Regions from separate parts of the Mus musculus genome. Here region 2 is linked to region 1. A link is a contact called in public Micro-C data. All regions are on one chromosome and are shown on one strand. Each heading gives the region's core, a stretch centred on a gene start, on an enhancer-like site or on the middle of the called end of the contact. The rest is flanking DNA. Distances are from core to core; before and after follow the strand shown. Region 1 overlaps Sh3gl3 (SH3-domain GRB2-like 3). Region 2 overlaps Adamtsl3 (ADAMTS-like 3).

Region 1 (5,267 bases), core at 1,176-3,675:
TCCCAATTCCACTCCCTCCTTCTGTGGGTGAGACTGAGCCTGCCCTTAGCAGGATGCCTTACTCTGCCCTAGAACTGATTCTTGAGGTCAGAAGCCCAGGGAAGGGTGCTCGCTCACCCAGTGCCATCATATTTTACGGTGTTCTGGTAGAGGAGCCACGCTGGCTCTACACTGAGACCTGGCATCCATCAACTGAGGTTGTAGAGAGGAGGTGAAATGTTGAGACTTTGGCCCTGGGCCATACCACCAACACAGTTGATCAAAAGGTCGATAATTACACTTACTGAAGGCTCGCACCAGATACCTGGCTCCTTTGTCAACTTCTCAATTAGACAAAGTCCAGACCAGTATCTGCTGTGGCTCAGCTCCCCAAATCTCTTCCCAACAATGATGAAACATCTCCTCCTCTGTTTGGAGGAAGCCATGGCCCTTCTGTTATCTGCTAGCATGCTCTCCCTGAAGCCTCACTTTAACAGCCTGTTCACCAGTTTCCAATTGGTGCAATGTCACGTGTGCAGCACTGTGAACACCGTGTCATGTGTGCAGCAGTGTGAACACAGTGTCACGTGTGCAGCAGTGTGAACAGTGTCACATGTGCAGCAGTATGAACATAAAATGCCCTCGAGGATCGCATACTGAGGGTTTGATCCAAAGATAATGGCAAGATTCTGGAACTTCTGGAACTTTTAAGAGACAAAGCCTAGTTTAGAGTCAGTCAGTCACGGGAGGGATATGGGGGAGAGTAAGGCTGTCCTTTCTCTCTCCCTTTCTTTTCCCACCCTACATCTCCTTGCTGACCACTCTAAGTGCCGCATCTGTCACACCATGATGCTCTGTGGCACCACGGTGGAGATGACGGATCCAGCTGGCCATGGTCTGAGACCTCCATCCCTTGAGACGAAGCTCACATTCCTCCTTTTAAGTTGCTCTCTCAGGTGTCTGTCCCAGTACGCTAAAGTCTGGCCAATTCAGGGTCTAAGAACTGTCAAATCCATCAGGCAGTGTCCCAGCTTGCAGACCTTCTATGTTTGATAAGAATTAAAGGGGCCCAGTCATGTTTACCCAGAGCCACAATGATATCCTAGCGGAAAGCCCAGCCATCACCGACCATTCTAAAGCACAGGTCCCAGCCATGACAGGAAGCAGGCATGGCCACAAAGGCCGACTGACCAAGGGTGGACATGAAGTTGGTGGCTAAGAGGTATCAGAACTCTGTGTTCTACATGATTATGGCCTTGGCCCCATGGACGCAGGGCTGGGGGGGAGGAGGGCGATGGATGAAAGCCAAGGTGAGAGTTTTATAAACCACCCACCCTCAGCAAGGACTATTAGCACTTCTTCTCCAACCACGTCACACCCACAGCGTGTTCTGCCAGCAGTGGGCAATGCTGGAGGCTTTTACACTTTAACTGGTCAACAGGAGAGAGAATGTAAGGCCACAAGGACATGGGAAAGACCAGGGAGACCCCTTCCAAGTCTGGCTGCCGTCACCCCTCAAAGAGAAGAAAGATGATCTGCTAGATAGCACAGTGACCAGTGAGTCTCCTCAGCTATAGACCTAACAATGGGAAGGGGGAGCCAGATCTTCACCCGGCACGTGCTGTTCAAGCTCAGCAAACCACAAATGCTGTGGCCTTTAACACCAAGGCTGCTCTCCTGGGCCATCTTCTGCTACAAAGCCACCCCAGGAACAAGCAGCCCTGCTAAGGACTAAGGCTTCATTCAGAGATGGTTGACTGTCTCTCCCTATATGTCAGGCAGGAACATTCTAGAAACTTCCACTGCAGTTAGGGTTTTAGAGCGTGTCATGTGCATTAAAGTCTTCCGTTCGGTTTAAATACTTACATCATTTTCTAAAAAATTAAACATGCTCCTTTCGGCCAACTCCTTTGACTCTTCAAACTTCTCTACTGCTTGTCTGATTTCTTCCTCGGGGATCTTACCTACCCGCCGCTTTTTATAATCATAATCCAGGCGACGGCCTTCCAGCTTTCTCAGGTGGTGCTGAAACGAGAAAGGAAGTCCTCACTCACTAAGTGCTGAGGCTCACACTGTGGCGTGACTCATGCCCGCCATGATGAGGCTCACCGAGGATGGAAGAGGTGTGACTCATGCTGTGGTGTGACTCACACACTGATGAGACTCACACCACAGTATGTGCTTAAGTGCACACACTCTCTTTCTTATGGCTATGTTCCTTGTTCTGGGCCTAGTCCTGCCCGCTGCTGTTTGAGAGCGTGAGAGCTGCGTGCATACGCAGGTGTTTTGGTCTGAGCCGCGCCCATCCTCTCTCCTTTACCTTCCCCCTCCCCCCACCACCAGCATCAATTCCCTTCCCAACTTCACGTGCTCTTGTAAATCCATGGAGGCCACATAGTCAGTTGTGCAAGGACACAGAGCCACCTGCTGGAGAACTCCTCAAGAAAACTGACCCCTCCATCCCCTAGAGGGAGTCCAGTCCTAAGCTATGGGGTGGGATGCTGTGAGCCTCGGCCCCACCCACTCTTCAGGTAGAAACCAGTTACATCCTCTGCTCTGCACCCTCTGTCTCTTGCTGAAGGCCACCCACCCTGCCTAGCATTCGAAACATTTACAGAAGGACACATGATGGGCGAGGGGTGGGCAGCAGGTGAGAATGAGAGTCTGTGTGGAGAATAAGGAAGGATGCAGTGTCCTCGCTCAGGTAACCCTTCCTGTCTCCACAGGACTCCCTTCCCCAGTTCTGTTAACATACACAATGTCTAACCACCCTAACTCTACAAAAAATAAGAATATTTCCATTGCCAATTCCTCCAAAAACGATGATGATGACGATGATGATGTAGCGTGTCAAGGGATTCTCGACAGGTTTGAATACCACAGGGAGAGATCAACACAAGCAGGAAGACTGGACATGGGGGAAGGAAGATGGGTCTTGGTGGGGTGAGAGGGATGGACCTGGGCCCAGTGTGGAGTGGGCATGCTTTTCCTGGGATGGAAGGAAGGGGTGACAGGTGAGGGGATCCAGAGTTGTCCAAATAAGGAGGGGGACCAAAACAGCAGCTTTCATTTCTCATCCAGCCTTCCCGGGTCCTTCTCTGATGCCTTCTGCTTTTAGAATAAACTCTAAATGCAGGTAAAGGCATCTGGAGTTCTCCAGGACTCCCAGGCTTCTCTCCCTCCATAGCTACCTGGTCTTCCCCTGTGCCCTGGGTTCCTAGACATCCTAACCCTGGCCCTTCAGCAAGATGTGCTGCCTATTTACCCAGCCCAGTCATCCTGGACAGCTCCTCGGTGGCCTTTCCTCATCCAGCTATGCGGAGGATGGTGCCCCTCCTCAGGCGTCCCTGCTCTTCTCTCCAGCATTGGTAACTGCTGTTTTCCTACCTCACGTCTATATGCTTCATCTGTTTGTTGCAGGAACACGCCACATAGCCCAAGTTCTCCTTAACTCATGATCTCGGTGGCTACACTCTTAAAACTGTCTGGGTCTGGAAAGATGGCGACAAGACTCAAATGAGTCTGCAGCTGAAGGGAGATGTCAATCAAGTTTGAAGGCAGTGAGCTATTCTCTACAACACCACAAGAGGGCGCCTGGACCTTCAGCGCCGAAGTCTGGCAGTCTGCATTGCTTGGAGCTGGCTTGGAGCTGGCTTGCACATCTGCAAAAGCAGCCGAGCTGAACGAGACCTGGAAGTTCCCACAGACACCCTGGACAAAACAATTTCTTGCAGGTTTCCAGGATAAAACTGCCAGTTTCTAGACAATGATTTTCTCGAGAAAGAATGAAACAGAATGACCACAAGCACACAACCGATACAGTGTGATATTAGCAATCAAATCTACACCCCAAAGTATGATGTCGTTGTGTTATATGAGAAGTGGCTGCAGAAATATGATATTCAGCCTGGCTCGCAGATGACTCAGTGAGACGAAGAACAGGACAGTGACAGCGGAGCCTGCACCTCCACCCAGTCTGTCTGCCAGGAGAAACGGATCCCGGTACTCTCTCAGGAACCCATATAATATAGTAATCGAGTGCAGTTTTCAACCCTCAGATAAGACTGTGTGGTTGCCGAGCCCACGCAGAAACCTTGGTTTTAAGTCGTGGTATCATGATGAGCAGCAGCTGGCACAGGACAGCCAGGAAGACTCACCCCGATCTCCTTTAAATCTTTGTCTTGCAGTAGCTGCAGTGGGTCAATAAAAGTTTGCTTCACATTAATATCCAGAGAGTCTTTCACCTCAGCCATGAGTTTCAGGGCCTCACCAACATCTACCAACGAGTTGCCTTGAACAGAAGAACACAATGATTCCTTCAGAATGACAGTCTAGGTTGGGGTGACACGGACTGTGGTACAGTGAGGCTTCACTCTGAGGCCTCTGCTTCCTGACTCAGAACGAATGGGAAAAGAAGAAAATCTACCCATTTCCTGCATGTGTACCTGTGGCCTGCCCTCTCCCCTGTCCTTAAGAGTGAGTTCGAGGCCAGCCTGGTCTACAAAGTGAGTTCCAGGATAGCCAGGGCTATACAGAGAAACCCTGTCTCGACAAACCAAGAAAGAAAGAAAGAAAGAAAGAGAGAGAGAGAGAGAGAGAGAGAGAGAGAGAGAGAGAGAGAGAGAGAGAGAGAGAGAGAGAGAGAGAAAGAAAGAAAGAAAGAAAGAAAGAAAGAAAGAAAGAAAGAAAGAGGGAAAGGGAAAAGGAAAGGGAAAGGGAAAGGGAAGGGGAAAGGGAAAGGAAAGGAAGAGAGAGGGAGGGAGGGAGGGAGGGAGGGAGGGAGGGAGGGAGGGAGGGAGGGAGGGAGGGAAAGAAAGAAAGAAAGAAAGAAAGAAAGAAAGAGGGAAAGGGAAAGGGAAAGGAAAGGAAGGGAGAGAGGGAGGGAGGGAGGGAGGGAAAGAAAGGAAGGAAGGAAGGAAGGAAGGAAGGAAGGAAGGAAGAAAGAAAGAAAGAAAGAAAGAAAGAAAGAAAGAAAGAAAGAAAGAAAGAAAGAAAGAAAGAAAGAGAGTTGGAGGGTCAAAGCACTTCCCACGTTGGCCATTAGATGGAGACAAAGTTCTTCTGTGGAAAATCAGGTCTGAAAACTGGCACCAAGGGCTCCTTACAAGATCAGAGATAAAACATCTTTGTAACAATGAAGGGATGGATTCGTTTGTGGGGATCTGTGTTAACCAATTCAGATTACAATGGAAAGAAGGCCTCCCTCAGCTTGCCGTGGGGGCGATAGGAAGCCATTCATTGCACGAGGTCCTAAAGTTCTGGAACCTCCCTGGGGTCTTGGGTATCAG
Region 2 (5,267 bases), core at 1,379-3,878, 150 kb before region 1:
ACCAAACATAACTATACCCTGTCTATCATCATATAGTGTAAAATATAAAATTCCAGTTCATAGAAAAATACAATTAGCAGTTTAATGCCCTCATCTAGACTTTTAGATGGGGTGCGTCCAGATCGTTTAGGCAAATTTTAAACTGTACACAGCTGAGATTGGTTTTTCTTCTTGTCACTTGATATATGAATTGGTCGAATGTGAAAAGTTGAAAAATATCATCATATATTTTTTAAACGAAAGTTGAGAGCTCCCTGCAATATTGTTTTAATTTGTTTTTATTCCCACCGTCCCATCTGTTCCATTTATAGTTAGAATCGGGTTTCTTTCCATAACTCCTCCACCTTCACTTACAGAAAACATCTTGATTCTAAAATAATTAAAACGGGCACATTATAAAATGAAAACATCTGGTTTCTCTGATTGGATACGTCAGATTTTTTTCCCCTTAAGAAAACAGAAAGCAAACGGCATCTCAAGGAGGCCCAGTGGTATTTTTCTTCTCTCTTAGGATGGCTGGGCTCCTTAGACCCCAGCACCATTTTCTGCCAGCCCCTGACCCTGTCATGCATTCTCCCTGGCTACGATGTCCCTGATTTTACCCACTTCTCTCTCCTGTGCTTCCTTTTCTGGAATTCTCATCTCTCCAGAAAAACTGACCATGAGCCCCAATCCTTTTCTCTGGAAAAAGAAAAAAAAGAAGACAACCTTCCTGAGTTTTCCCAAGCCTCTAGTGTCTGGCTATCACCCCAAACACTTTCTGCTCTCCCTGCCCTTTCGTGACTATGTTCAATCTCTGCACACAATTAAGGATGTAAATTTTAAATCTCAAAATGTAGTGTCTAGACTACAGCATTATATCTAAAGAGAAAGAGGCCATGCATTGCCCCATGACCCAGATTCCCACCTGTGTGCATATGCATATGTGTGTATAGTGCATGTGTACACATGGGTGTGGAGACCAGAGACTAACCTTGGGTGTTATTTCTCAGGGGCAGTCCACCTTGAGTATTTTATTCTGAAGCAGGGTCTTTTATTGGCTGGGGCTCACTTCTTTGAGTGAGCTGGCTAACCAGTCCAAGAAATCTGTCTCAGCCTTCCCAGCCCTGAGACTACAAACATGCTATCATGGCTGGCTTTTTTTTTTTTTTGTATAGGTTCTAGAGACTAAACTAAGCTATCACCTCAACCCATGAAAAATCTCTTTTGATAAAGTTTCCCTCTCTTTTTCTCCCCTCTCCTTCTTTCCATTTAGTTTTTTCTTCCCTCCCTCCCCACTCCTGCACTCTCTTTCTTATTATTTTCAGGCAACATCATCTATTGGAACTCTGTATGGAGGCAGTATTATATAATGATTAAAGCTGTTACAATAAGCTTTTAACCTTATCAAACTCACATTAAACCACAATGGTCACCATCACTCATGCAATATTTAAAATACACATAAGAAGTAAGTCAAACAGCATCTCCATGTAGCCGGTGAGTGCGTCACAAATGCCAGCAGTTGTTGTTCTTAAAAATAACATCTTCAGAGTAATGATAGCAAAGCCAGCTCTCCAGTTGCTGCTTATGCAAGACTTAAAATTAATCACCAATAAACCTCCCTTGTTGCTTTTGGCTCAGGGAGTCAGCCTGCTGAGGTCTGCTTGGACCCTGATCCTAGCACCCATCTGTAAAGCATGCTGCTTGACTTTGCAGCCTCCATGTGTCCCCTGAGTCACCAAAAACCATGCTAGACATAGCTTCCTAATCAGAATTCCTCTAATGCATGTGTCTGCTTCTTTACAGTTGTAAGTAGACCACAATGCCAGGAGGGTGGCCCACTGATGAGAGAGAAGGCCTGTGAATAGAGCTTAATGTTACCGAAAAAATAGGAAACGGTATCAGTCACCATTATCAAATATTGGGATGCAGAAGAGAGTTGTGGAGGATGGAGGGACAGCCATCCTGGGAACAGGGTAAAACCTTCCTCTGCCGTGGTAACTACCAAGCCTCCTGAGAGAAGAGTTATGTGGTAGCCTCACTTTGACCAGCCCAATCCTAAAGCCCAGTGGCTACAAAGACAGAGCTGGCTTCATGGTAACCCAGAACAGACAACTTCTGCTTACCAGTGAGTACTGCTTTTCCCAATTCTCTTTACTTTACGGGCACCAATTTAAAACTTCCTTATGTGATTATTTATATTCCATGTGGACACTGCACTATAAGGTAAATTATTAAATGAACCCAATCAAAGTTTAATTCAACCAACATCAAATCTGTGCCCATGTGGTAAGACCTAGACAAAGACCTGAAGAACCATGACCTTCCTAGGGCAGCTGATGTTCAGGCAGACAGTGCTGCGGGCCAGTCCTTGGCTTGACTTATGTCCTCTCTAAACACCACAGCACCTCTGATGGATACTCCCATTATCATGTTCAGGTGAGCCACACTTTCACAACCATATGTGTCCAGAGAATGATGGGGCCAAGGCAAAAAACCTTTATCACTTCCCCTGGGCAAATTCTGTTTTCCTCTGTGCAATTTCTCCTCTAATACTCATTTCCTTTGTGACCAGGAATCCAGTCAAATGCAGGCAGCTGAGCTATCGTCACTCACAGTTAGCATTCCAAGTCTTGGATCCCCTCCACTGCTGCTGGGATCCACTTGACCACAACATTCTTCTGATATCTCAATGAAGCCTTTTACGTTATCCTCCACCCCACCCCCATCTTTATTGCAAATGGAACTACACTTCTGGTTTTCAACAGTCTGCCATTTTATCTGGGGTATTTAGTGAGGAATGCACGTTCCTGGCTGGCATTTGTGGGCTCCCAAGCATCTGCTGGTTCCCTTATCCAAACAGATACCTATGGTCAAGACTCTGCACTAGGCACCCTGAGAAGGCAGGCATGGACCTAATCCCCCAAGCAGCTTTCACTGAGCCAGGAGGAAGAGCGGTCAAGGGACACTGTGAGGTGACATTAATCCTCAATTGTCAAGAGGAACAGATACATACATAAGTTGTGTTTCCATAGCCCACCTTAGCAGAGCTCAGAGCAAGGTCAGCTCTTTTCCACAGAACAAATCAACTCTGCGGGAACCACATGCCCCTCACATAGAATACTTTGGGTTGCATGTAAGCCGTTATTTTTTTATGACTTTTATTTTTTATAATCCAGTCATTGCCCCCTCCCGGTCTGCCCTCTCACAGTTCCTCATTCCATTCCTCCTCTCCCTGTCTCCAAGAAGATGTCCCCTGTGACTCCCACCAGGCCTCCCCACTCCCTGGAGCCTCAAGTCTCAAGGGTTAGGCAGGTCTTCTCCCACTGAGGGGAGACCAGGCAGTCCTCTGCCGTATATGTGTCGAGGGCCTCAGACCAGCTCCTGTGTGCTGCCTGGTTGGTGGCTCAGTAAGCCCTTATTTTGCTTGTCTCTATTTTCTAACTGGTTATGAGTTATGAACACGTTTCAATTTGCTGCATTTTGCATCATTCAGTGTGTGTGTGCATGCACTCATTTATGTGTCTGTGTGTATGTGTATATTTGTGAGTGTGCCCATGTATGTGTGTGTACATATGTAAGCATGTGTGTGCGTGTGTATTTAATGAAACATAATTTTTTAAAAGAAAAGAAAAACACCGAAGGGAAACCTGTGAGAACACAGCCAAAGAAGCTGTGTGCGTTTTGTGTCATTTGCTGTAGTCTATCAGGCTTAATGATTGCTTAGGAAATCATATTTTCCCAAGTAAAATTCTAGCTTGGAAAAATATTAGATGAAAAAATCCCCCAAAGATATTGTTTACTCATTATATAATCACACTTGGCAAAAGCCCAGAATAGGGTAGGAGTGAGTATGTTCACGGCCTCATAAAGGCTCCAGTCTTGCTTGCTCTTCTCGGATCCCCAGGCATAAATCAAATCATAAACCATTTCCCTGACAAGTTCTTAAATCTCTGAGTTACACAGAATAGGGCTGCTCTGCTGGCCTTACTAAAACATTAGTAATTAAACACAGATTTCACATCTAAGGTCACTTATTGGAAATGCCATATTAACAGCTCCACATTAACAACAACTCCAAATGAACTGAGTTCCAGTGGGATACTACTTCCCAGACATCAAATAAAGGTGCATTCCAGTGTTCCCACAAAGGTTATTTGAGGAGATCTCAAACCACTCGGTTTCTGTTAACAGTAGATACATTCTTTCAGGTTAATACTACCTTAAGGTCTTAAGCAACAAAACTTTTAAATTATGAATTGGGCGGATGTCATAAAAATGTCACTCAAGTCGTCACATGGATCAACAATTCCATTCAGCCAGGTTGTATGAAGCATGAATGCAGGTGCCAGGCACCACTGACTCTGGACTCTGAAACTCACCTCTCCTTCTCCGGTTCATACTACTAAAATTCTGCTAAAGTTCACTGGCTGGAGAATGGACAGCCTGTGGAATTTGGAAGGCCCTTTCCTAGACAGTCGTTGTCCCTGGTCATGTTACCATCATAAGAGAACGTCAGCCTCACTGATTCTACTGCTACTCGTTCCACACTAACAAGCATCTCCCTGGCAGACACAACCCTAGTCTGCAGCTCCACACTGCAGCTCCACAGCTCACAGCACCTGTTCGTGCTTCATCTCATACTTCAGACATAAATGAGTTCCTCATTATTTCCCCAATAGCATGTCAGTCAAATTCTCTCTCTCTCTCTCTCTCTCTCTCTCTCTCTCTCTCTCTCTCTCTCTCCCTCTCCCTCTCCCTCTCCCTCTCCCTCTCCCTCTCCCTCTCCCTCTCTCTCTCTCTCTCTCTCTCTCTCTCTCTGTGTGTGTGTGTGTGTGTGTGTATACGTGTGCATGCATGTGCCTGCCTGTGTATGTGTGCATGTGCCTGCCTGTGTGTGTGTGCATGCATGTGCCTGCCTGTGTATGTGTGCATGTGCCTGTCTGTGTGTGTGTGTGTGTGTGTGTGTGTGTGTGTGTGTGTGTGTGTGTGCATGTGTGTACTTGTTCTGTGAGTATGAGCCAATGTGCATGACTAAGGAACCAGCAGATGTCCTCATGCTTGAGTGACAGGCACTTTATTTACTGAGGAATCTTTGGAGCCCCTTGAGAGGTATTTAATATTTATCTATTAATTTATTTCAGAGCACTAGGATTTGCTTTTGCAACTCTAGATATTGGGCTCACAGTCTTGGGCATGGGAGACAAGTGCTTTGCCACTGAATAATGCCCATAGCCCCTGAGGGACATGTTTAAAGCACACCATTGAATGGACAAGGTACAGGG

What was found. A called contact is a pair of places that touch in the nucleus more often than the background predicts.
Region 2: a contact with region 1 is called in a Micro-C map of the HL-1 cell line, with 2.8 times the contacts expected there. The contact joins two enhancer-like sites. A contact is called at or near these places in 3 of 484 Hi-C or Micro-C datasets (the HL-1 cell line, nephron progenitors and palatal mesenchyme).

The regions. Positions count from the first base shown.
Region 1 is chr7:82,272,864-82,278,130 of GRCm38.p6, reverse strand. It overlaps Sh3gl3 (SH3-domain GRB2-like 3), which reads right to left. Exons shown (of 9, transcript NM_017400.7): 5 at 4,137-4,270; 6 at 1,846-2,004. Among named protein-coding and RNA genes, the nearest start is that of Gm32903, 20 kb to the right of the region's middle. Within about 2 kb of position 2,425, at least 51 of the 459 cell types and tissues checked have an H3K27ac peak or open chromatin away from gene starts, as enhancers often do. A contact at or near this core is called in the HL-1 cell line, where this site is marked.
Region 2 is chr7:82,420,157-82,425,423 of GRCm38.p6, reverse strand. All of the region lies in intron 3 of Adamtsl3 (ADAMTS-like 3), which reads right to left. Among named protein-coding and RNA genes, the nearest start is that of Adamtsl3, 87 kb to the right of the region's middle. Within about 2 kb of position 2,628, at least 43 of the 459 cell types and tissues checked have an H3K27ac peak or open chromatin away from gene starts, as enhancers often do. A contact at or near this core is called in the HL-1 cell line, where this site is marked.